Regions from separate parts of the Mus musculus genome. Here region 1 is linked to region 2. The links are chromatin contacts, called in public Hi-C maps. All regions are on one chromosome and are shown on one strand. The core of a region is the stretch at or near the end of the contact, and the rest is flanking DNA. Distances in the headings are between cores, read along the strand shown.

Region 1 (7,078 bases), core at 4,294-6,793, 70 kb after region 2:
AGAACTCCTACAGCTGACAAACTACTTCAGCAAAGTGCCAGATATAAAATTAACTCAAACAAATCAGTAAGTTTCCTATACTGAAAAGATAAACAGGCTGAGATAGAAATTAGGGAAATGGCACCCTTCACTATAGTCACAAATAATATTACATACCTTGGTGTGACTCTAACCGAGCAAGTGAAAGATCTGTATGACAGGAACTTCAAGTCTCTGAAGAAACAAATCGAAGAAGATCTCAGAAGATGGAAACCTCTCTCATGCTCATGGATTGGCAGGATTAATAGAGTAAAAATGGCCATCTTGCCAAAAAGCAATCTATAGATTCAATGCAATCCCCATCAAAATTCCAACTCAATTCTTCATAGCATTAGGAAGAGAAATTCTCAAATTCATTTGGAATAACAAAAAAACCCAGGATAGTGAAAACTATTTTCAACAATAAAATAAGTTCTGGGGGAATCACCGTCTCTGATTTCAAGCTGTACTACAGAGCAATAGTGATAAAAACTGCATGGTACTGCAGCAACAGACAGGTTCCATAGAATAGAATTGAAGACCCAGAAATGAACCAATACAGCTATGGTCAGTTGATCTTTGACAAAGGAGCTAAAACCATCCAGTGGGAAAAAAAGAGAGCATTTCAACACATGGTTCTGGTTCAACTGGAGGTTAGCATGTAGAAGAATGCAAATTGACCCATTCTGATCTCCTTGTACAAAGCTCAAATCCAAGTGGATCAAGGACCTCCACATAAAACCAAATACATTGAAACTTATAGAGGAGAAAGTGGGAAGAGCCTCTAACGCATGGGCACAGGGGAAAAAAGTTCCTGAACAGAACACCAGTGGTTTGTGCTGTAAGCTCAAGAATCAACAAATGGGACCTAAATAAATAAAATTACAAAGCTTCTATAAGGCAAAGGACACTGTCAATAGGACAAAACAGCAACCAACAGATTGGAAAAAGATCTTTACCGATCCTGTATCTGATAGAGGATTAATATCCACTATATACAAAGAACTCAAGAAGGTAGACTCCAGAGAACCAAATAACCATATTTTTAAAAAATGGGGAACAGAGCTAAACAGAGAATTCTCAACTGAGGAAACTCAAATGGCCGAGAAGCACCTAAAGAAATGTTCAACATCCTTAGTCATCAGGGAAATGCAAATCAAACAACCCTGAGATTCTACCTCACACCAGTCAGAATAGCTAAGATCAAAAACTCAGGTGACAGCAGATGCTGGCAAGGATATGGAGAAACAGGAACACTCCTCCACTGCTGGTGGGATTACAAAATGGTACAACCACTCTGGAAATCAGTCTCATGGTTCCTCAGAAAATTGGACATAGTACTACCTGAGGACCCAGCTATACCACTTCTGGGCATATACCCAGAAGATGCTCCAACATGTAATAAGGACCCATGCTCCACTATGTTCATAGCAGTGTTATTTATAATAGCCAGAAGTTGGAAACGACCCAGATGTCCCTCAACAAAGGAATGGATACAGAAAATATGGTACATTTACACAATGGAGTACTATTCAGCTATTAAAACCAATGACTTCATGAAATTCTTAGGCAAATAGATGGAACTAGAAAATATCCTGAGTAAGGTAACTCAGTCATAAAAGAACACACATAGCATGTACTCACTAATAAGTGGATATTAGCCCCAAAATTTTGGAATACCCAATATTTCTATTCACAGACCAGATGAAGCCCAAGAAGAAGGAAGACCAAAGTGTGGATGCTTCAGTGCTTATTAGAAGGGGGAACAAAATACTCACGGGGAAAATATGGAGACAAAGTGTGGAGCAGAGACTGAAGGAAAGGCCATCCAGAGAGTGCTGCACCTGGAGATCCATCCCATATATAGTCACCAAATCCTGGTTCTATTGTGGATGCTGGGAAGTGCTTGCTGACAGGAGCCTGATTATAGCTGTCTCCTGAGAGGCTCTGCCAGAGCCGATAAAATACAGAGGTAGATCTCTCAGCCAACTGTTGGACTGAGCATTGGATCCCTGATGGTGGAGTTAGAGAAGGAACTGAAAGCTGAAGGGGTTTGTATCCCCATGGAGGGAGCAACAGTGTCAACTGCCCAGACCCCCAGGAACTCCGGGGGAGTTCACCACCAACCAAAGAGTCCACATGGAAGTACCCATGGCTCCAAGCAAATATGTGGCAAAGGATGGCCTTACTGGACATCAGTGGGAGGAGCAGCCCTTGGGCATGAGTGTGTTTGATACCTCAGTGTAGGGGAATGCCAGGACAGGAAGATGGGAGTGGGTGGGTGGATGGGAGTGTACCCTCATAGAGGCGAGAAAGGAGGGTATGGGATGGGGGGGTTCCAAAAGGGAGAGCTGGAAAGTGGAAAACATTAGAAATGTAAATAAAGAAAATATCTAATAAAAAGAAAGAAGGGAATGCTTAATTAACCAAGTGGATGCATTCTCCTCGTCTTAAAGGCAACCACCACTGGATAGGAGCAAGGCTGGACCTTCATGCTAGCATTATGATCTTGAATCCGGACATCTGTACATGAGGGGACCACTAAAATATAATGTTCAAGAAAAACAGCTAAGATAGCAAAAGAGCATCTTTAATTTTTCTGAACTGATTTTTTTTTTGAAAAGAAAATAAAATGACTTCTGAGTCAGACATGGGTTGTTCTGTTTTCTTGGGCCATTAGCTGACAGCCAAGCTAGAGGCTGAACTTATGAGAGTTTCTTTTTAAAATAATTGAGGTTGGGGAGGAAAAGTTCTGGAACACAAAGGCCTTTTCCAGCTGAGGTCAAGCTGCTTGACCTTAAGAGTCTACAAGGTATCATTTGGCTGATGGATATGTCCAACGCCATGGAAGCAGATCTGATGTCCTGAGTGTGAGTGGCTCATCACTACCAATCAATCACTGACAACAACAACAACTTCAGTAAAAGGCTGTAAAGATATCTTGAGCACCTGTAAGCTTGGGTAGTAAGCCTGCCAAGTTAACTACATTAAATCTAGTACAGTTGAATTCAGTCCATCTGTACAGAAATCCTACTGAGTTGGCATCACCTTAGTCCAGGTTTTACAGGTGAGGAAATCAGAGCACAAAGCAACTGAGTAACTTTTCTGAGGCTGCCCCAATAAGAGTCAGCAGTGACCCTTCAAACCTAAGCAGCCTGGCCCTGGCATCCAGGCTGCCCCATTGTATCAGTGCAATCAAAATCCATGCACACGCTGGCAGGAGAGTGTCATGGCACAAACGAGGGAGCTGAGTTGTTTAGAAAGCATCCATACTCATGCTCTGCCTGCATCATCTCAGTCTTTCCAACATTAGTGTCATTATCCTTACTTATTCCTCAGGAAAACTGAGTTACAGGAGTTAGAACTTGCCTAAGGTCACTAACATAGTTAGTTGAGAAATTCTCATGGTCATTCTCCAGTGCTCAAGTTATTACCCAGTGTAGCATGATCCCATATGGAGAGAAGGCTGCACAGGGCATGACTTCTTTTCTGTAGCCTAAGATTAAGAAAAAAGCAGGATGGCACAGAAGAGTTACCCCAGACCTCAAAGTCAGGCAGTCCTGCCATCATGCCCTGTTAGGCACTTGCTATCTCTGTGGGCTTGGATAAAGCTCTCCAAATCTTTCTCCATGTGGCTAACCTACAAGGAGATGACTCCAAGACTCTCAGTCATCCACCCTGCTGATCAACTTAGATTCATGTTTTTTTTTTTTTTTTTTTTGACTACATAGGAAATCTTCTGGGCACCCAAGATGGGAATCTCTGCTCAGGGTCTATGTGCCCTTCTCAGTTTGAGTCATAGCATCTTGGTAACTTGGAGGGCAAAATTGTACCAGTGTGGGCTCTCTAGACCATAACCACATTTGCTCATCGCCTGCCCAGTGTTTTCCCTGGGAGAAGTAGGAGCTGTCACAATACTGCATGTCTACTATTAAGGTTGCTGGGCATGTAGTGCCAGAGACACTGATGGGCATGAAACCATCATTGACATTGCCAGAATAAACAGGGACTTGGGTTTCAGTTGGGCATAGCACAAAAACAAGTTGATAACTTAAAAATGCGTAAGTCAGTTACAGATGGATTGGTTTCAGTTAGAAATTTTGTTCTTTTCCCTTGCCTAATCAAAAACCTACCACAGGAGCTGAGGAGATGGTTTAGCAGTTAAAAGCACTGGCTGCTCTTCCAGAGGAACCAGGTTTAATTCCCAGTGGCAGCTCACAACTGTTTGTAGCTCCAGTTCCAGGAGACCTGATACTCACACAGATATACATGCAAGTATAACACCGATGCACATAAAAGTAAAAATAAATAAATGATTTAAAACCTACTATTTAACATTTAAAGTCGGGTAGTATGTATATGCATATGCAGGGACACTCATGTGTAACTAAAAATTCTATTGGCTTTTAAAAGCTGAATAACACTCCAGCTTCTCAAAGCATCTGTTTTTATATACTTAGTCTCCTTTGATTTCCTCGGTCATGCCTGATGGAGCCCTAATCATTCAAATGGCATTATAGATTAAGCATAAATGTATAAGACAAGGCTTAATGACCCAGAGATAAAGGTTTTTGTTCAGCTAGTTTGGGAGGTTTGGTTGCTGTTGTTTTGTTCATCTGGTGACAATTCTTCATATTGCTTTATATATGCATTTCTTACTTTTTTTCCTGATTTTGTGATAGTCTCACTAAATACCACAAGCTGTGTTCAAGTTCACAGTCCTCCTGCTTCCACCCAAGCTCAGTCTCAGTTTTACTGAAGCACAATCATGTCTACTGGTTTATATACTGTCTTCATATCATTTGGATTACAGAATGGGATTTGAATACCTGTGACAGGGGCCATCTGGGCTTCAAAAATGTTTGCTATCTCAGTCTTTTCATAAATGCTTGTTAACTCCTTTGCCAAAGTCAAGGTCTAGAACCACACAAGACACATTCCAATGTTTATCCCTGAAGTTATTAAATCTGTGTTTATAAAGACTTTCTTGTCTTGTGATATATATTTTTAAAGACACAAAACCTATTTTTAATCCAAGACTGTTTCACAGATACCAGCATATTATAGACCAGAAATATGTATGTACCTACTTGTTGAATCAATGAATTTGGTGCTGGGCAGCTTTTGAACTCCTGGGGACCATACTTATTCTTTATCTTGAATGATAAACTGGTTCATGGTAAGTACTCAATAGCTTCATATATCTTGGGCTCTATTTGGACACTAAATGTAGAGGGTACATATGTTTTTCAGACCATTTGGTGATCAAGACAAACCCATGGCTCTATTATGATAAATTTCTTCTATTCCACACCATTTGTGCTCATCCTCTCTATAACTTCACAAAATCCTTTCTGCCTCGAGCCCTGATGCCTGAGGCTTGGATCTGACAGTCCTGGTCTGCTAACTGACTTGCAAGCTGGTCCTCTATCCTTCAGAATACATCTGTGCTTCACACCATGGTACTTAACTGCCTACGGGGACTCTGCATGTGGGTATGCTGAAGCCCATCAGTCATCCAAGCCACATGGGCACTCAGCCACTAACTCTCAGTACAAGAGGAGCTGGGAGCAGATGCTATTGGATTCTTGGAAGACACATAAAGAAAACATGATGGACCAGACCTCTGGCTTACCCCTTCCAAAATGTATTGTTACTTGGATATGGAAGATGGTTTAATAGTCTGTCATTCGAGAAAACAAGATTTGGGAATCAAAGAAAGCTACGAATCAAAAAGACTTGGAAAAAAAACAAGCTATGATACTAGCTATGAAAGTTTGAGTTAATAAATTAATTAGTGTCCATAATATAACATCTTAATGGCAAAATGACTATAAAACTTATAACTTTGCAGGATATCCAACAGTGACAAGCTATACGTGTGTGTGTGTGTGTGTGTGTGTGTGTGTGTGTGTGCTTATATGTGTATGTGTAAATATATACATATGTAAATATATACATTTATATTCTCCTTGACTTTCATATACTTGATGTCACAAGGAAAATAACCTTTGGAAGTTCCTACTTACCAAGCATTCCTTTCTTGGAACTGGACAGACACATGTCTTTCTCTGCACTTGGCAGAGCAAAGCTCACTACAAATATTTCCACTCCATCAGCCATCAAGGCCAAACCCAAGACGAAGAAGAGGGTCCACTGGAAGCGCCCATGGCCACACTCATCAATGATGGTCTCATATTGGTGAGCCAGCTCCTCCTCATCTTCCATCCTCTCAGCCATCAAGTCTGCCTGGCCCCCAAGACCATCTGCTCTGGAGGGCGCCATCTTGGTCTGCTTAGACTTGACATCATCTGGATGAGGGATGCCTTGGTACTCGCCTTCATAGATCTCATCTTCCTCGTCATGGCCTTCTGTAACATCGCTCTGTGCATCTTCTTCCTGATTCTGCTCATTGCTACGGTAGTAGCCATCACTAGGGGCATAGCCCTCATAGTTGTCCCGATACCTGTAGTCATCCATTCCTTGGTTCTGGGATTGTCTGGTAGCCGCTCAAGCTATATCTCTTGCTCTGTGGTAAATATTTGGGCTGTTCCAATAACCATCATCTATTATATCATTGAAATGGTGAGCATGCTCATGAGACTTTTTCAATAAAATCACCTTTTCAATTTGTTTCTCAAATCAACCAAATTCATACAAAGACAACCTAAGTAGCCTTTTGTGCTGGTGTGTGTTAAACGTCTTCGGAAAGTATCAAATTCTGGTCTGTTCTCCTTATATGACCCAGAGGCTTGTGCTGGGAGTAACTAAAAATGGGTCCAGCTGCTCTCTTTGACAAGGTCGGAGCAGTGCTTGGCAGCTCACTGGCTGTGATGTTTGTCCTTCTCCTGAAGGTTATAGCCTAGGAATAGAGACAGAAAAAATAGTTAGAACAGTCTGAATAGATAGACTAGTTAGAAAAGTCTGAGATTCTGACATGATCTTTGAATTAAATGAAGATATTTACTAATACTCATATTTCATGTGTAAGGTGAAGCATATTTTGGTTAGACATTTGAACTCACATAAGCTAAGTGAGGAAGGAATTGTAAGGGTAGTG
Region 2 (6,656 bases), core at 3,438-5,937:
AAGGGGGACAGAATTTGTCAGAATAAATATGTGAGATAATGGTGAATGATTTTCCCAAAGAAATATGGAAACAAAACAATAACTTGAGAAGTTCACAGAGGAAGGTACCAGAAGCACAAGAAAGAGAAGGAAGAAGTGTCGTGCACACACACAGATAAGTAACAAATACAAGGTCAAGGTCAAGTGTGGGGCCACGCCTTCAATACCAGCACTTGGAACACAGAGGCAGGCAGATATCTGTGAGGTCAAGGCTGCCCTAGTCTGTATCATAATGACTTCCAAGACAGGCAGGGCTGTTACAGTGCGAAACCCTGCCTTGGAGGGGAGGGAGGAAGAAAATATTGAAAGGAGGAAGATTTTGAAAAATCACATCAGATAGACTGACAGGCAGATAGGCAGACAGATAAAACTGTAGCAGGAGCCAGTGAGATGGCTCAGCGGGTAAAGGCTCTTATTATACAACTTAAGAACCTGTGTTTCAAGAAAATCAAGAAGAGGGAAGACCAATGGGTGGATACTTCAATGGGAACAAAATACCCATGAAAGGAGTTACAGAGACAAAGTTTGGAGCTAAGACAAAAGGATGGACTATCCAGAGACTACCCCACCTGGGGATCCATCCCATAATCAGCCACTAAACCCAGACACTATTGCATATGCCAGAAAGATTTTGCTGAAGTGACCTGTTATAGCTGTCTCGTATGAGGCTATGCCAGTGCCTGGCAAATACAGAAGTGGATGCTCACAGTCATCTATAAGATGGAACACAGGGCCTCCAATGGAGAAGCTAGAGAAAGCACCCAAGGAGCTGAAGGGGTCTCCAACCCTATAGGTGGAACAACAATATGAACTAACCAGTACCCCCAGAGCGCATATCTCTAGCTGCATTTGTAGCAGAAGATGGTCTAGTCGGCCATCACTGGGAAGAGAGGCCCCTTGGTCTTGCAAACTTTATATGCCCCAGTACAGGAGAATGCCAGGGCCAAGAAGCAGGAGTGGGTGGGTAGGGGAGCAGGGCAGGGGGAGTGTATAGGGAACTTTTGGGATAACATTTGAAATGTATATAAAGAATATATCTAATTAAAAAAAAAGAACCTGTGTTTAATCCCCAGAATCCACATAAAAGTGGGAGGAGAAAACTGACTCCACCAAGTTGTCCTGTGCATGCTGTGGCACACATATCTCCCCCAACACACATCACACACATGTACATATGTACACATGCACACATGCGCACACACACATACACACACAAATACAACATGTACATAGAAAAGTTTTATTTAAAATATGGGACAGTGGTTCTCTTTCTAATGCTGCCCACTCCCCTTTAATATAATTCCTCATGTTGTGGTGACCTCCAACCATAAAAGTATTTTCATTGCTACTTCATAAGTGCCATTTTGCTACTGTTGTGAATCCTAATGTAAATATGTTTTTCTGATGGTCTTAGGTGACCCCTGTGAAAAGGTCATTTGACCCGAAAGGTTGTCACTGGTTGAGAGCCACTGGTATAGAGGAAGTAGAGTTTTCATGTGAGCATATCTAAGCAAGACCCTTCCTACTCAGGAATTTTACCTTCAGTTACTCTAGCGAGAAAAGCTCTTTCTCATAAAGATAATTTTTTGCAACATTATTGTAATGGTGAACAATTGTCACCTAAATGGCCAGCAACAGAATAGATAGATAGTAGCATATGCATGAGATGAAATTCAAGTTTAAAAAAAAATGAGTTGTGTAGCTATGCTAGCCATCACCATAGCTGCAGCTACCTGAATAGGTCCGGCAAAGAGTGGATCCATAAACTGTCAGACAGAGAAGAGATCCACAAGCCCCGCCCTCCCTATGGGAGCTGTAGGCACTTGATGGCTCTAGGTGACAGAAAGCCATTGTCCTTAGTGACGTGGCCTCTGTGATTGGTCACTCTCCCACAGACAGCTTTGTGCACATGCCCAGGTTACACCCAGTGAGTCACCATGCAAAAACAAAATCAAAATGAAAAGCCACGAAACTAGAATAGAGACCTGGTAAGGAGGGGGATGATAGTGGGAGTGGAGTCAGAGGGGTAAGGGATGGAGGGAGGTGAATGTGCCTGGAATCTATTTTGTGCATTTATGAAATTGTCACAGAATACATGAATTTTGAAAAGAGTGTGATCCTAAACAAACAAAAAGAAGTTGTATAATAAGCATGTGCAAAGCAAGGAATGGAAGTGCACAGTTGTAATCCCAGCCAGAGGTGGAAGCAGGAAGATCAAGAATCCAAGAGCATCCTCAGCTACAAGGCAAGTTTGAGACCAGCCTGGCCTACACAAGGCCCTGTCTCAGAAAAACAATCGTAATAACAATTAATGTACATTATATATTTTAGCTGAAACGTGACACATACAGAAGACTGTCGTGCAATGCTTACAGATACAGAATTACACTGGAAAATACACAGAGGCATGCACAAATATATAGCACCAACTCCTGACAATGGTGGTCTGAAGAACGTAGCTTAGAGCGGTCTTTCTCAACCTTCCTAATGCTGTGACCCCTTAATACAGCTCCTCATGTGCAGACTCCCATCACACAATTATATCCTTGGTACTTCATAACTGTAACCTTGCTGAACCACAATGTAAATATCTGACGTGTAGGAGAGCCAATATGCAACCCCCAAAGGGGCTGTGAGCACAGGTTGAGAACCGCTGTTCTATGATACAGTGCATGCTTCATATGTAAGAGGTGCTGGCATCAACTCCAAGTAACTTCTCTTCACAAGAAGGAAACACGGTTCACAAAATGAGTACTTAAAACCTAAGCTAATGACCTAGACGTTATGGTTTATAAGGCTGAGTACCCCAAATAGTGTTGTCTGTATTATTCCCTAGTCTCTCAAAGTACAGAATATTCCACCATAAAAAGAAGGCAATAGTTCTTCAAAGGTGATAGGATTACAGAACCAATAATGAAGAAGAGTCTTAGGAGCTCAATTAGGCACAAAATAAGCCTCCGATAGTCAACAGGTTTCTTATGTATTTGCAATCATAAACCTTTTATTGGGAGAAAGAGATCCTGTTTTCAGTGCCCAGCAAAAATTACAAAGTGCCCAGAAAGACTGTCAAGAAGAATGTATACGTGACCCACACAAAGCAAGAAGTGGTACTGAGAAATTCTACCACATAGTTTAATATGTGTTCCATATGTGAACGGTAACCTTCAAGTGCAGGTTGTGAGACGGACAGCCCAGTATATTGCGGCAATTGCCTATGTTCACCACCTACTGTTGGCATTTGCAAGGGACTTTACTATATTGAAATTAGCCACCATTAGTGTTAAAACCCACATCTTATTTATGTGCTACTAAAAAGGGACCCTGGTGGCATCGTGACCTTTCACGCAGTGCATGGGATCCACCTTTGCTCACTGCCTGACTCTGCCTCCCCCTCTGCTTCCTGCCATGCTCCCAACCTCATTTAATGGTGAATCACGAGCCTCGTTTGCACTCTGAGCTACTCGCAGCTGACCTTTAATGGAAGCCCTGTTGACTTCATATGACTTTTTAATAAAAAGCCTTTCTATTCCTCAATGGCAAGTCACCTCTGTGAATGGAGGTGCAGTCCCACTGCAAACCCAACCCCAAGGGTTCAGAGTACAGCTTCAACTTCCCTTCTGCCAAAAAGAAAAATGGAAATCAGGTCATGGCTTCCTGAACTCTCACAGACAGGAATCAGGCACCTCTCCCTGGTATCCTTCCCCACACTAACCCACTCACAAGCGGGTGCTGTCTCCTTGAAGCAGTCCCATCAATTAGTTAGCTACTTAGTTAATACATACGCAGACGGGAGCCCAATCTTTCTCTTAATTACTAGTAAGGGTAACCTAACCTGGCATTTTGGCTAAGAATTATAAAATATGAATTTAATCCTTTGCCTTTCTTGCAATTTGAAAATCTCACAAACTCTGAGGCAAACACTATGTTGGAATGCAGAGAGCACTTATGTCCCATAAAATGTACCAGTGGCTGATCTCTTGGCGTGGGGCCAAAAGTGGCCTGTGCACTTTGATTTCTTCTTGAGGTCAAGGTTTCTCGGAAGGATAAGGATTGGCTTTCAGTGGGACCTACAGTACACGGAGGGAGTCTGAGGCCCTTCATTTTCGCCATGTGTTTACTCAGTAAAATAAAGCATTTTCGTCTACATTTTAAAGCAACATGTGCATGATGTCATGGGGCGGGGGGGGGGCGGGGAGGCAGGGGGACGGGGCGGGGGGGTGGAGGGGAATACAGGACAAAAAGGATGCCTAGGAGGATCAACAGCTTGGGGCTTGGAAAGAAGAGGTATTGTTATGTTCTGACCACCAGGTGGCAGCATAACACAAAAGACAAAAGCATGGTAAATTTTCAAATTTGTCCATGAAGACAGATACGTTTTGAATTCAATCAGCTTCAGAGGGGACCCCGTGACAGTGCCAATTTTGTGATAATGTGGTGGATAGGGAGTTAATGGCACTGGGAGCGATGTGTCTAAGCCATAGCACCTCCAGAAATTCCGCATAATTCTATGGTCACTCACCCACCACTTACCTCAGTGACCTTACTAGGTACAATTTCAGAGGGCAACTTCAAGGGGCCCATGCTATCCTGGAGAAAAATATGACCTGGAGCCTATCATATGTCCTGCCTTTGTCTGCTACTTCACCTCCAGGGGGCAGCCTCATAGAGGAGATGCAGCAGTCTAAACTCTCCACGTCATTTGTCCCGTACAGAGGGAGATGAGTCAAATGAACTGAGCAACCTCACAAAGACATAAGCAGAACCTTTCTAAAACTCCAGTGACTTCTCCCCTAAGAACAAGACTCCCACTGACCACAGAACATACTGGTCTACCTTCTGAGGTAGTATCATATGAAGAATAACAAAAATGAGTTTCATAATAGCACAGAGAAGCTTCCAGAATCAAAGGGAAAGCTCAACGACCAGGCCACAGATTTTTTTTTTGTTTTTGTTTTTGTTTTCAGGGACCTCAGCATTAAAAGTTGTGCATCCATTATTTCCCAGTGCAATGGCAAAGCCCGTGGTCACTCACACAATGACAGTCACATCCTAGGAGCTTGCTAAGCACAGTTCAAGCTCAAAAGAGGACACGCTCAGCCCAGTGGCACCAGATGGAATGTGGCTTTCTGTAGTACCCTTTCATCAAAGGATCAAGTTCTCAGAAAAGACAGACACATTGGTCACCTTCTACCAAATGTCATGTTATCTTATAGTCAGGGCACAAGGGGGGAACCTCAGGGGTGGGTACAGTACAGAGTCAGCCCTCAGGGGACTATAGTATCTCTAGCAGTAAGGATGGGTTGTGAGGGCCACTCTATCCTTGGAGTCCATCCTTAGTACACCGAGCTCTCAGCATCCCAATGCTCTCTTCCAAGGGAACCCCATTGACTGCCACTCAGGCCCAGGGGAAGCCCGTGGTTGCACACTTACTTATCGTTCACAAGCTTCCCATGTTGGTGGATCTGGTTTTCCATGGTAAAGTTGATCGTGGCGCCATGCACGTGCTCACCAAAAAACACCTTCATTTTAGACTTATATTCTTCATCCTGGAAATAGCGGATCATGTCGGGGAACCACACCGTCAGGCCGTAGTAACTGCAAGAGAGAAGGAGGAGAATCTAAAAGGCCCCCCCGGACTGGCTCATTCTTTCAGCAGTGGAATCTGCATCCATGACTTACTGTAGACCACAATTAATGTAGTAATCTGGTTCATTATTAGCAAATGGAAAACAAAATTCGTCACATTAGCACACCTAAAAGACGGAAGAAAATGATATTCTGATATGCACTTGATTAAAAGCTCACAACAACAAAGCCTACCAGTAGATTAGGGACTGGTGGGCCCTTTTCTAACCTATAGAAAACAGATCTTAACTCAAAAGCCAGAACTGTAGTAAAAGGAGACACGGTAAAGATATTCTCACTGGGTGAGGACCGCATGCTCCGCACTGCTGACTCGGCAGCACTTAGACAACCCGAGTAGATGAAAGACAGAAAAGAGGAAGGGGGCTGAGCAAAGAGGTCAGTGGATAAAGTGCTCACTGTGCAAGGTTGAGGGTGATTTTCAGATCCCCAGCTCCAGCATAAATCATAGGTAGACAAGATGGCCTGGAGAGGTAAGCACAGGGAATCCCCAGGACAAGCTGGCTAGCCAGACTAGACAAAATCAACAAGATCCAGGTTCAGTGACACCCTGCCTCAGTAAATAATGTGGAAACAATCTGGGAAGATACCTAACTTTCAATGTCTGGCTTCCATGCACATCTGCCCATGTGCACACAAACACACAAAGAAAGAGAGAGAGTGTGTGTGTGTGGGGGGGGTACATATATATACATACCACATATACACATGAAACAAACATAGAGATATATAAATTATTTTTTAAAGCTCTCCTTTTGAGTGATATAAATTATACCCCAAACCCTCAGATGTTACATCAAAGCAACATTTATCTGACTGAGAGCAAAGATGCTCTGTTCTATTGATAGCAGGGAAAGCATGTGTGGAGAAGAGCTTATTGCTGCCTAAAAATATTTCTGGTGGCTTATCTCTTTTGACCCTTGAATGCCACTTCCGGGAATCTAGTTCACTGACAAAGCAGCCCCAGTGAACCC

What was found. A called contact is a pair of places that touch in the nucleus more often than the background predicts.
Region 1: a Hi-C map of cerebellum shows a contact between it and region 2, with 2.0 times the contacts expected there. The contact joins two enhancer-like sites. A contact is called at or near these places in 5 of 484 Hi-C or Micro-C datasets (the Patski cell line, cerebellum, cortical neurons and 1 more), 1 of 115 datasets of contacts at active chromatin or transcription factors (embryonic stem cells) and 1 of 9 other capture datasets (pancreatic islet).

Annotation. Positions count from the first base shown.
Region 1 is chr7:75,200,043-75,207,120 of GRCm38.p6, forward strand. It overlaps Sv2b (synaptic vesicle glycoprotein 2 b), which reads right to left. Exons shown (of 13, transcript NM_153579.4): 2 at 6,048-6,880. The coding sequence starts at 6,498. Among named protein-coding and RNA genes, the nearest start is that of 1500012K07Rik, 110 kb to the right of the region's middle. Within about 2 kb of position 5,544, at least 2 of the 459 cell types and tissues checked have an H3K27ac peak or open chromatin away from gene starts, as enhancers often do. A contact at or near this core is called in cerebellum, where this site is marked.
Region 2 is chr7:75,130,829-75,137,484 of GRCm38.p6, forward strand. It overlaps Sv2b (synaptic vesicle glycoprotein 2 b), which reads right to left. Exons shown (of 13, transcript NM_153579.4): 9 at 5,470-5,634. Among named protein-coding and RNA genes, the nearest start is that of 4930533N22Rik, 100 kb to the left of the region's middle. Within about 2 kb of position 4,688, at least 13 of the 459 cell types and tissues checked have an H3K27ac peak or open chromatin away from gene starts, as enhancers often do. A contact at or near this core is called in cerebellum, where this site is marked.